Regions from separate parts of the Mus musculus genome. Here region 1 is linked to region 2. A link is a contact called in public Hi-C data. All regions are on one chromosome and are shown on one strand. The core of a region is the stretch at or near the end of the contact, and the rest is flanking DNA. Distances in the headings are between cores, read along the strand shown.

Region 1 (6,038 bases), core at 3,520-6,019, 94 kb after region 2:
CATCCGTCCATCCATCATGGGCTCCCTCTGACGCAGGGGCCTAGAGATAGAGTCATAGTACAGAGGGAGGGGGGAAGCCCACAGACAATAGCAAAAAAAAAAATCTCCTGCTAGCCTGTGAGTGCACAGGGGTTCTGTTGTTGTCATGGTTGTTTTTAAAATAACTGTCTCTAGGTTTTCTTTTAAAATACAAATGTGCCGTTTTCTCTTCTGTGTGCTTATTATTTTGAGGAGTTAAGCTCATCATATGTCCTTGGATTTGTACATCAACTTACACCAAGGAGCAAGAAGCTTAAGGATCAGGCTGTCATTTATCCCGGCAGACGCTTGGACTCGAGGAGAGAAAGGGAAAAGATAGCAGAGACCTGGTTTCCTACAATGGTGGCAGGAGCAGGGCTCCATCTCCTTGTTCCCTAGGAAGGCCTTTTCTTGGCTGCATTTGACTCAATAAGCTCACAATAAATGAAGTTCATGTTAAGGACCTGTCACCCAGCTCTCGGTCCCTGTGACAGCTTGTGTTAGAATCCCAGGCTAGCCCACACCACAGGAGAGCCATCAGTCCCCCTGGTGGCCCCTGCTGAACCTGCCCACATTCCTCTGAATAGACACAGTAAGATAAGTTCTAGAATCTGAGGTTAGTGCTACAAAGGAGCAGTTCTACCAACTTTCAGCCCAAAGAAACACCTATGATATCAAAGTTAAGCTACCACTAGGCCAGCCTGCAGGACAAGTAGAGTTTTCCAAGAAGGACAGAGAGAAATGTTATGGTAGAAATGGGCTGAGTGGAGGAGACACTTCCAAGGCGTGTGAGACCCACTGGAGGAGGTTATAAGGCTTCAGGTAGGGAGGATGACTGCATCCAGGAGATCCATGGCACAGAATGGTGACTGGTTAGTCATAACATGTTGTTGTACTTAAAATTGCTGACAGAGTCCATCTGAGTGTTCTCAACACACACATACATACATATAGAAATGACCAACTATGTGAGGTGTTAGACACATTCATTAGTCTTAGCTAATCATTTTACAGTGTCCACGTGTATCAAACATCAGGGTGGGTAGAAATGTGGCTCACTGCTAGAGCACTTGCCTACCATGCCCAAGATCCTACGTTCAACCTCCACGGTCATACACACACTTCCATGAATATGTACGAATATGTATATATGTGTGTATATATATGTATATATATGTGTGTGTGTGTGTATATGAAACATTCATACATATTCACAGATCTATATGTATTTGTGAGTACACACACAAAAAACAATCCTATAGTATCACATATGTATGATACATATGCATAGATACATCTATATGTATCTTACTGAGTACACACACACACACACTCCAGTATACCTTTATAAAGCTTGAAAACATTAGAATAGCTAAAGACTGGAGTTATAGCTCAGTTGGCAGAGCACTTGCCTAGCATGCATGCAGCCCTGAGTTCTACACCCAGCCCTGTATAAAATGGAATGTGGTGGCACACCCTAATAAAGATCAGGATGCCAAGACCATTCTTGGCTGCACAGCAAGTTCAAGACCAGCTTGCACTACATGATATCCTGTTTATAAGTAATTAAGTAAAAAGTAGTTCAAGGGGGCTGAGGCAACTGGATGTTTAGGGATAAAACCTCAGTCCCACCACCCTAAATCTCACAGTTGGCTTTGACTACCTCAGCTGTAAAACAGAGAGCAAAGCCCACCTCCCACTGTTGCTAAAGAGCAAATGAGAGATCAACTATAAAGGGTCTGAGCCCAGTAGATGGTCCAGAGCCAGGCTCCCCCTTCCTTCCTCCTCCTCCTCCATTCTCCCTGTTCTTGTGCACCTCAACCCAAACCCCTGCCTCCCAACACTCTCAGGCTACTGGACATGATGAGGCCCAACTTTCCCAAGAATGGGTATGGCCCAGGGAGAAAAGAAGCCACCAGGCAGAATCTGGAGCAGTTAAAGGACAGAAGAGTCGGAGCATGAACACAGCTCCAAGAGAGAGACGGGCCCCGCCCCACTCCCAAGGGTGGGTAGAGCCCCCTGCAGCTTTGGAGGAGAAACAGCAGCCACACAATGGAAAGCACCCAGCTTTGTTCATTTATTCAACAGCTAGTAGCCAAGTATGGAGGAGGCTGTAACAGATGCTGGGGACACAGCTGTGGATGACAAAAATACCTGCCTTCATAGAACTTACATTCAAGTTCATAAGAAATGACACCGTTGGGAAGGGATATAAGAAATGACTGTACTGAGGTCTACGATCTGGCATTTTGTAATTGATGCTTTGGAGAAAGGACAAGAACATGGCAGGGAAGCTGCCATATGGGGGCATTAGGAAGGTGTTAGGTACTTTTAAATATGGCCAGGAAAGCAAGAGCCTGGAAGAGTAGTGAGAAGAGGCCTGTTTGGGTAGCCATGCAAAAATGTCACAGGCACCAGCGAGCTTAGTACATCTGCCCTGAAGCTGCCATTTGCCTGGAACACACACAGTGAGTTGGGGGCTCCCAGGAGGTCAGCTCACAGAGTTGCAGGAACATTGAAGTGCTGTGTAGGTGGCAGCAAGAATACCAGCTTCCAACCTGGGTGTGATGACAAGCCACAGGAGGCTTTGAGCAGAGAGAGGCAGAGCGTTGCCTATAGAGTAACAGGGTCACTCTGAAGGACAGTAAACACAGAAATGGGGAGACCACAGAGGAGGTGTTGCACTACTTACAGAACCCCAGGATAAGCCTGTGCTGGGAGGAAGCTGGCAGAATAGGGGCAAAGCTCTTTCCTCAGAGAGCTTAGCCTCTCCTTGTCAGACCCAAGAGTACACTGGGCAGGAATGAGTGCCCCGGTCCCCAAGCAAGGGGGCTTCTTTCTATATGTGACAAATCTAGCCAAGGACAGATGCCCAATGCTAGGGGCACCAAGGTGTGAATTCTTATCTGGGCAAGTCCACAGAGGCATGGTTCTCCAAAAGAAAGAAGAGCAGCTTCCACCAAGGGCAGAAGATGAGCTTCAGGCATATGGGCCTGCCTAGCACAGCACATTGCAGCTCTACGCCCCTGTGTATCACAGGACAACAGCTATAGTAAAAGCGGACAGTGGATCCCACAACCAGGTTCCAAGAACTCTCCTCAACATAGAAGATGCTAGAATGAGGCTTTGGGGGGGAAACTCAGAGATATAATGTGTTCCTGGCTCCAGACCAGACAGCACACAATTTCCCTGCAGTGCAGCAAGCTGTCTGTAATAATTTTCTCGCTGATACTGAGGAGTGTCGCACACAGTCTTTGTGGAGGTCCCCTGAGCCCATTCCACAGTGTCTGGGGAGGCAACATCTCTATGCCTCCTCACCCTGCCTCCACTCCACATGGCCTTTAGAACAGACCTAAAAAAGAAAAAAAGTCTACCATTACCCACGTTTCATATGTGAAGAATCAGGGTCTGGTCTCCCAGGTAACCGCCCAAGCTTCCAAAGCTAGTGATTGAGGGATCTGAACTTGGATCCAGGCCTTGTGGTATCTATTCAGTGTTTTCTTTCTCCAGTAGATTATGAGAATAGGAAAGGAGTCTATAACCTATGACTAAATATAGGCCCAGGACAATGACAGAGCTGGACAGGAAGCCCAGCTCTAGGCCAAGGCATCTCCGTCTCTCAACTTCCCTCATCCGGGAAAGTATATAGGAGAACTCAGTGTGTTCTCCCAGCTTCATTTAACAAATCGTTATCATTCATGTACCATGTCCCAGGCCTTATGCCGGCTTCTAGGGATGCAGATGAAGAAGATGGGTCCCTGCACTGTGCCTGTCCATGAGAAGACCGAGGTGGGAGGAAAGTATGCAAGAGCAGACTTAAGTGATTCTCAGGCTTCGGGCCCCTGCTCTAAACATGGGACCCTCTGGCCCATCTACAAAATGAAGCCTTGGAAGCTGCAGCAGCCATGCGGCTACTCTGCCCTCTTCTAGCTCCAGGCCTTGGTCCCTTGTCAGGAACACAAGCAGTGCCAAAACAGCCCCTAAGTTCTATTGACTCCAGTTCTGCCACCCGAGACTTCAGGAAGCCAGGGAGCAGGTGCCGGGGCACCGGCAGTTGCAGCATGAAGAAGGCTGAAGGCCTGCCCAGCTAGCTACCTTCCTCCCGGGAGCCACCAGGAGCAGAAGAGGCGGCCAATGCGGGCATCTAGGATAGATGGCTGCAGGCTCTGACATTGCAGGAAAGAGATAAATGACAGGTCATTTCCCTGGATGCACTTGAAGGCATCCATTCTCCTGGCCATACCAAGCCCAGAAACCCCCACACACACAGAGACAGATAAACACTGACAGATGGGGGGTGGGAGCCGGCATCCTTCTCTCTTGGAAGGACACAGCGGCATCCATAGCAGGCCCAGCAGAAGGTCACGCTGGCCACTGGCTCACACCTAGCTAAGGGCTTTACTTCTCCACTGCCCTCCCTTGTGCCCACCCCCACCCGACTCATCCATCTAAGGAGTGCGCCTGGCAGAGGGGGATGGCTGGGGGGCACAGGAGCCCGCCGCCGACAGCCCCATCAATCTCAACCTACATGCCTGGCACATCAGCGTTCCTTAAGCTGTTCCTGGACGGGAGGGTGTGGGGGGGGGGGCTGTCTTGGGGAGAAGAGAAATCACATCAAGCATCAGAGAGCAAATGGTGGAAGAAGCCTAGAGACTATTAAAATGTGGGCCATGGACAAAAACAGTAGGGAACTAATTAAGATGCAGGATTTGCAGGAGCTGAGGAAGTTGGCCACTGCCTGCTCCCATCTGTGGAGTTCTGGCAGTTCCATGCAGCAGGGACAGCACCCTGGGCAGGCTCAGACCTCCTCCTGAACCTTTCCCTTGGAGGTGCCCCTCTGAGGGTCTTTGTCCCTGGTTTGTTGGCTACCTTATGACTTTCTCTGCTTTGGGGCATCCTGAGCTACAGTCTCCCACCCTCCTGTCAGTCCCCCCAGCAGCCAGAGGAAGGAAGGAAGTACACCCTGCCTGGTCATTCATCTCTAGTCATTGAAAGGCTGCCCAGAACAAGAAAACGAGGAGAAGGAACTAGAAGCCATTTCTGGCAGCCTTCCCTCCTGCTACCCTTGGGATTCTGCAGGAAGGGCAAAGAGCCTGATGCTGCCTGAGTGATTCAGGCCAGGGGTGCTGGCAAGGCCTCAGGTTCGAGGGGAGCAGGAAAGATTCCGACGTCTAAAGCTCTCCATTTTCAAGCACCTGGATAAGTGTGTGCGTCAGGTCCTAGAGAGAACAGTGCCAGTCCTGACCTGCTCCCTGTAGTAACCCTTGGCTTCACCACCGACACCCTTGAGAAATTAACTTCCTCATCTGCACCACAGTTTCCCATTCTCTAATATGAAGATATATCTCTGTATCTTCCCAGGGCCACAGGGACCAAAGGTCTGGAGTTGAAAGATGCTCAACTAGTCAAGCATTTAATCCACAGAGATATTAAGGAATAATTCCCCCCACCCACCAAAAAAAAAAAAGTTTAGTGTTGTGCACCATAAGTCCCAGCACTCTGGAGGCAGAGCAGGTGGATCTGTATAAGTTTGAGTCCAGCCTGGTCTACATAGTGAGTTCCAAGACAGCCAGAGCTTCATAGTGAGACCTTGTGTGCTGGCTGGTTTTGTGTGTCAACTTGACACAGGCTGGAGTTATCACACAGAAAGGAGTTTCAGTTGGGGAAATGCCTCCATGAGATCCAGCTGTAAGGCATTTTCTCAATTAGTGATCAAGGAGGGAGGGCCCCTTGTGAGTGGTGCTATACCTGGGCTGGTAGTCTTGGGTTCTATAAGAAAGCAAGCTGAGCAAGCCAGGGGAAGCAAGCCAGTAAGTGACATCCTTCCATGGCCTTTGCATCAGCTCCTGCTTCCTGACCTGCTTGAGTTCCAGTCCTGACTTCCTTTGGTGATGAACAGCAGTATGGAAGTGTAAGCTGAATAAACCCTTTCCTCCCCAACTTGCTGCTTGGTCATGATGTTTTGTGCAGGAACAGAAACCCTGGCTAAGACACCTTGTCTTGAAGGAAAAAAGAAAGAA
Region 2 (5,379 bases), core at 1,665-4,164:
GCTGCATATGTATCAAAAGATGGCCTAGTCGGCCATCACTGGAAAGAGAGGCCCATTGGACACGCAAACTTTGTATGCCCCAGTACAGGGGAACGCCAGGGCCAAAAAGGGGGAGTGGGTGGGTAGGGGAGTGGGGTAGGGTGGGTATGGGGGGCTTTTGGTATAGCATTGGAAATGTAAATGAGCTAAATACCTAATAAAAAATGGAAAAAAAATTATTCCCTCCTGTCTCTCCATTTTGTTGCCCATTCATTAGGAGATCATATAGGCAATCAGACTAAATCCTCTTTTCTACGCCGCATGTACCCAGCTCCCTACACCTGTACTCTTGTGTCACCTCCCTCCATTGTCAGGAATGTTACCCAAAGCCTCTATCAGCCTCGAGCAGTGCAACTTCTTGCCCTAGAAGGCTCTCACTACGATCCTTTCTGTAGCCTTTCTTTCCTACGAACATACAAGCTGTAAATGTTCCCGACTAAAGTGACCCCTTCCCAGTGAGAGTGGAGTTCCTTTGCTTGTCCATGGTCTAGTTTTCCTCCCAGCTCCCCAGATCCGTAGCAACCCCTTCTCTCTCTCCCTAACTGGATCTTTCTCCTCCACCTCGCTCCTAATTCTTTTGACATGCTTAGTTTCATTCCCCCTAAACAGCATCCATACATCTTTGACTTCTGAACCTCTTCCTACGTCATGAACCACACTGTATAATTCGTTGATCCATTTGCAATGGAAGTTGGGAGCCCAAAGGATAGAAAGTAGGAACAATCCAAGGTAGGAAAGGATTGTGGGGAATCTTCATCTTGAGGAGTGATGGGGAGACCCTGTCAGACAGGAGGGGTGGTACCCTTGGTTGGAGGATTTGAACTCCTGAAGGCAGAACTCAGAGCAAGCAGATAACAAGGGGCTTGAAACAAGCTTTACAAAACAAGTTCCACTTTCAATCATGAGTAAGTAAAGCAAGCAAGTTATAGCAGACTCTAGCTCAGTGGTTCTCAACCTGCGGGTCACAACCCGTTTGGAGGGGGACCACATTATCAGATATCTTGCATATCAGATATTTGCGCTATGATTCGTAACAGCAGTAAAATTACAGTTATGAAGTAACAATGAAAATACTTGACTGGTTGAGGGGGTCACATGAGGAACTGTATTAAAGGGTGGCAGCGTTAGGAAGGTTGAGAACTGCTAAGCCAGAGTAAAGAGCTACTGCTACCTGCTTACTCAGCAAACACAAGCATTCTTACATTTTCCTCTGTTTGTTGTTGTTGTCCTTTTAAGCAGGGTATCATGCAGCCCAGGCTGGCTGAGGATAACTTTGAACTGATCCTCCTAAGTGCTGGGATTACAAGTACACACACTACACATAGTGTTTGCAAACCTAGGGCGTCATGCATGTTAGGCAAGTGCTCTACCAAGAGCTGGGCTGCCAACCCCATTTCTTTTCATTACCATTATCATTTAGTTTGTTAAGACTAGGTCCTGTTAATCAAATTCTTTAAAAGATACTGAAACTCACTCAATTCTCTAACAATCCCCTGAGGGGAATTAGCATTATTAATGCTAATTTAATGAGAAGCTCCCTATGTGCTAAGCACTTTCAACACACTTCCTCATTTAATCTTTAAACAATCTGTGACTAAGGTTTATTGATGAAGAAGCTGAAGCTCAGGACATTAAAAAAAATTTAAGATGACCTAGGTAGGAACTGGCAAAGACATGTGCAAGACATCTTATTCCAACATCCACGTGGGGAGACTCATAACAGCCCTCAGACACAGGCCACAGGCCACAGGCCACTGCAATGTCCCTTCCTCTGACAAGATAAGATCAGCGGCTCTCAGAGGACATGGGCTTCTGACCATTCTGGTCACCTCCCAAGCCAGAGGGATTATTGGCTGAAATCCTGGTTTCCCTATCACACTCCACTGTCCCTGTCCACACTCCAGGCTGTCCTTGAGGGAAATGTGAAGCTACAAAGTACAATGTGGGAAAAGAGAGACCTGCTCCTGGCTCTAAGTTAGCTCACAGATTAAAGGGCATCCCATAGTTACCCAGGCAGAACCAGGTCAAGTATATGGCCAAATTCTGCCCACACGGAACTAAAAATGAGGGACTGTGTCTGGAAATATGGATAAAGATCTGACAATGGGCTCTCCTCTGTCAGTTCAGCACTTAGGGCCTCATGCCTATCCCCAAGAGGCAAGGGCAGAGCAGCCCTGTAGTCAACATGGCCTTGTCTGAAATAAGGCCCAGTCTGCAGATGATGGAGTTTGACCTCTCTAAAGCCAATAGTGGGAAAGACCATGTGACCTTGCAGGTGTGTTGACCTCAGTCTCTTCCCTCTGCACAGAGACCCTGACTCTAGCCAGACTGGCTTACCACTTGCCTCCTCTGGGCAAGACAGAGACAGATCTAGGAGTAGTCAGGTCAGAGGGAGTTAGAAATCTAGATGGACAAAGGACAGGGGAACCTTCTGCCTTAAAGACATGAGCAGTGTTGTAGGGGAGAGGGAGATAAAACTTTGTCAAGTGTCTTTAAAAGAAACCATCCTCTACTTAAAATGCAGACAAGATTTGGGGCCAGAACACATAGTCACAATGATCTAGCTAACCAACACACTGTCAGAGCACAGGAGGACTCTGACGACCCTTGAGTCCAGTCCCTTCTTTAGACACAGGAGCAAAGTGATTCCCAAACGTTAAGCATCCTGCCCATGGTCATGGGGCATGGGGAAAGCAGGGCTGTGCTCTAACCAGCTCTGCTAAGTCTTTATACAATGTGGTCCTGGGCCCCAAGAGAGAATGACCAAGAATAGGGTGAGCAGGGATCTGGAATCTTGGCATCCAAGGGCTGCCCCTTCCATATGCCACTACAATAAATAAGAGCCCTTGGGATCTTAGCCAGATGACTGTCTCCTCCCTGGCCCTACCTTCCGGAAGGATGAACACAGAGGAGAGCCAGAGCCAAACTGGTCCTGCATATTGTCTGCTCTGCAGCCAATTCTCTACTTCCCTGCCTCCTAAGAGGAAGAACTTTCCAGAAGGAATACCTCCAAAGCACTTTACTCATCCTTTGGTTTCTGGAAGCAAGGTAGGAATTGAATGTATTAAAGGTCATAATTTTTTAACATCACATTCTTACCAAAGCGGCACCCTAAAGTTCTCAAAAAGTCAGCTGACTAATACCATGTTGGAGCCATTAATTACAAGGATGGAGAGTGAACTGCATTTGAAGTAGCTAGCCAAGTGATGGCTATGACCCAAAATGAGGTAATGGGAGGCAACAAAACTGGGGATAGACAAAGTGTCCTGCCTAGGAGTGAGAGGGATCAAGGGCCTGTAGAGTCGCCCAGCACAGGAAGCCTGGCCAGGGAAGCTTGCTCTTTGTAACTAAGCAATTTGCTTTGCTAAGTAACGAAGATTCACTTAAACACTGGCTTCAGCCCCAGGGCTCAGCAGCCAATCAATGGTCAACAGGATGGAGGATTCTCCCAGAGGCCAACAGGAGTCCTGTTAGACGAAAGGAAGAAGGCAGGCGAAGGAACAAGGGGATGCACAAAGGTTTGATGAGGTCTAACTAAATCTGCAGGCTGCAAATGGGCCTGTAGATCCCAAGGAGCTGGAACTATATGTGGTTGTGAGATGCCCAGCATGGGTGCTGAGAACCAAACATGGGTCCTTCGCAAGGGCAGAAAGGCAAGAAGGAAGAGGGTCCCATCTGGAGGCCTGTTACAATAATTCCTCTCATTAGAGGGAAGGTGGCTGCTATTATATTGTAGTTTCATGTCATTCTCTTTGAGTCCAGTGCTCTGCTCCTGTGATCTATACAGTTGCCAAGACAATTGTCATTGAACATTCTAGGCAAGTAACATGGAAAGTCAAGTGAACTCACGTGAACAACAGAGAATACACGTGGGGTCTGGACCAGTCCAACACATTCACAGGGCTTTGGCACCTCTAAGTGCCCATCTATTTATTCACCTGCTAAGTGGGACAATAGCTTCCAACAGGGCGTCTCAGAAGATACATCAAGAGTGAAATGATGAGGATTTAGTGCGGCAGAAAGTGCCAGCCCCTTTGGGCTACTGTGCAGAAGTGGCCCATACTCTTTGCCTTCTCCATCCACACTTCTAACACATGGCTGCACCTCTTTCAGCTTCAGAACCTAATAGGGAAGGAAGCCGTCAGTGAAGTAAAATCACAGAGAGGGGAGACAGACAGTATTAGAATCGGAAGACTCATGGGATGGGGCAGGCAAGAGTTTGTGCTGCTCTTGCAAAGTACCTGGGTTTGGTTTCCAGCATCCAGGCAGCGCATCTCACAACCTCCTAGAACTCTAGCTCCATGGGACCTGACAGGCTCTTCTGGCCTCCATGGTTACCTGTATTCAGATGCACATGCCCATTCACTGATACTATAAATAAAATGAAATAAGGGGCTGGAGAGACTGCTCAGCAGTTGTGAGCAATGGCTACTCTTCCAAAGGTCCTGAGTTCAATTCCACGCAACCACATGGTGGCTCACAACTGTCTGTAATGGGATCTAAGGCTCTCTTCTGTTATGCAAGTATACATGCAAATAGAGAACTTTTTTATACATGAATAAATCTTAAAAACTAAAAGGAAATAAATCTTTTTTAAAAGCTTAAGGGTTACAAGTGCAACTTCTCATTCCCTATAAGAGGCAAATCAAATTATCTAGACAATGAAGCCTTGAGACGCTTCTACACCCAAGAATGGGCATGACCAGCATCCCAGCCATTTCCCCTCCTCTTTCTCTTCTTCACTTTATCCTCAGCCACTGACCTATCAACCTAAAGGACCAAGTACATTTAGTTCTAATTTTATCAGAACAATCATAGGTTTACATCTCAAATTGAAATAGGCTCTCTGAGACCAAGTGGCCAGCGGGCCTCTCTGAATATACTATGCTCCTCCCAGGTGCATTTCCAATCCGCAAGGTTGAAAGAACAACCCTTGGCAGAAAATGGCCATGGAATCACCAACCTCCAGGGTCAGCACTCAGAAAGATGTGCTCTGGACCAGTTAGACATCATACTGAAGCTGGGAGACACTGAGTCTTTCAAGCCATCTAGAAGGAATGTGGTTGCTGCTTTGTCCAGGAGGACTCGGAAGCTACCATCCATCACAAGACAGATGCTGCGGGATGGGGAGAGTGAATGAACCAAGCTTTCTTGGCACTCACGACTCAGCTACACTCAGAGCCATGCTAAGAGTCACACAGATCCTGCTTACGAGCTCACGAGGGGGCCCTACTTCCTGCTATTCCTAATTCTTTTATTGAGGATCAAACCTCCTCTTGATGTCAATGCTGACAGCATGTTTCTCTCCACTCTGGCTCCAAACCCCCATGCCTGCTCACA

The links. A called contact is a pair of places that touch in the nucleus more often than the background predicts.
Region 1: a contact with region 2 is called in a Hi-C map of cerebellar granule neurons, with 2.0 times the contacts expected there. The contact joins two enhancer-like sites. A contact is called at or near these places in 3 of 484 Hi-C or Micro-C datasets (the N1E-115 cell line, cerebellar granule neurons and nephron progenitors) and 2 of 9 other capture datasets (adipose tissue and pancreatic islet).

The regions. Positions count from the first base shown.
Region 1 is chr12:83,337,987-83,344,024 of GRCm38.p6, forward strand. The region is part of intron 3 of Dpf3 (D4, zinc and double PHD fingers, family 3); the gene reads right to left. Among named protein-coding and RNA genes, the nearest start is that of Dpf3, 150 kb to the right of the region's middle. Within about 2 kb of position 4,770, at least 39 of the 459 cell types and tissues checked have an H3K27ac peak or open chromatin away from gene starts, as enhancers often do. A contact at or near this core is called in cerebellar granule neurons, where this site is marked.
Region 2 is chr12:83,245,962-83,251,340 of GRCm38.p6, forward strand. All of the region lies in intron 8 of Dpf3 (D4, zinc and double PHD fingers, family 3), which reads right to left. Among named protein-coding and RNA genes, the nearest start is that of Gm51988, 94 kb to the left of the region's middle. Within about 2 kb of position 2,915, at least 6 of the 459 cell types and tissues checked have an H3K27ac peak or open chromatin away from gene starts, as enhancers often do. A contact at or near this core is called in cerebellar granule neurons, where this site is marked.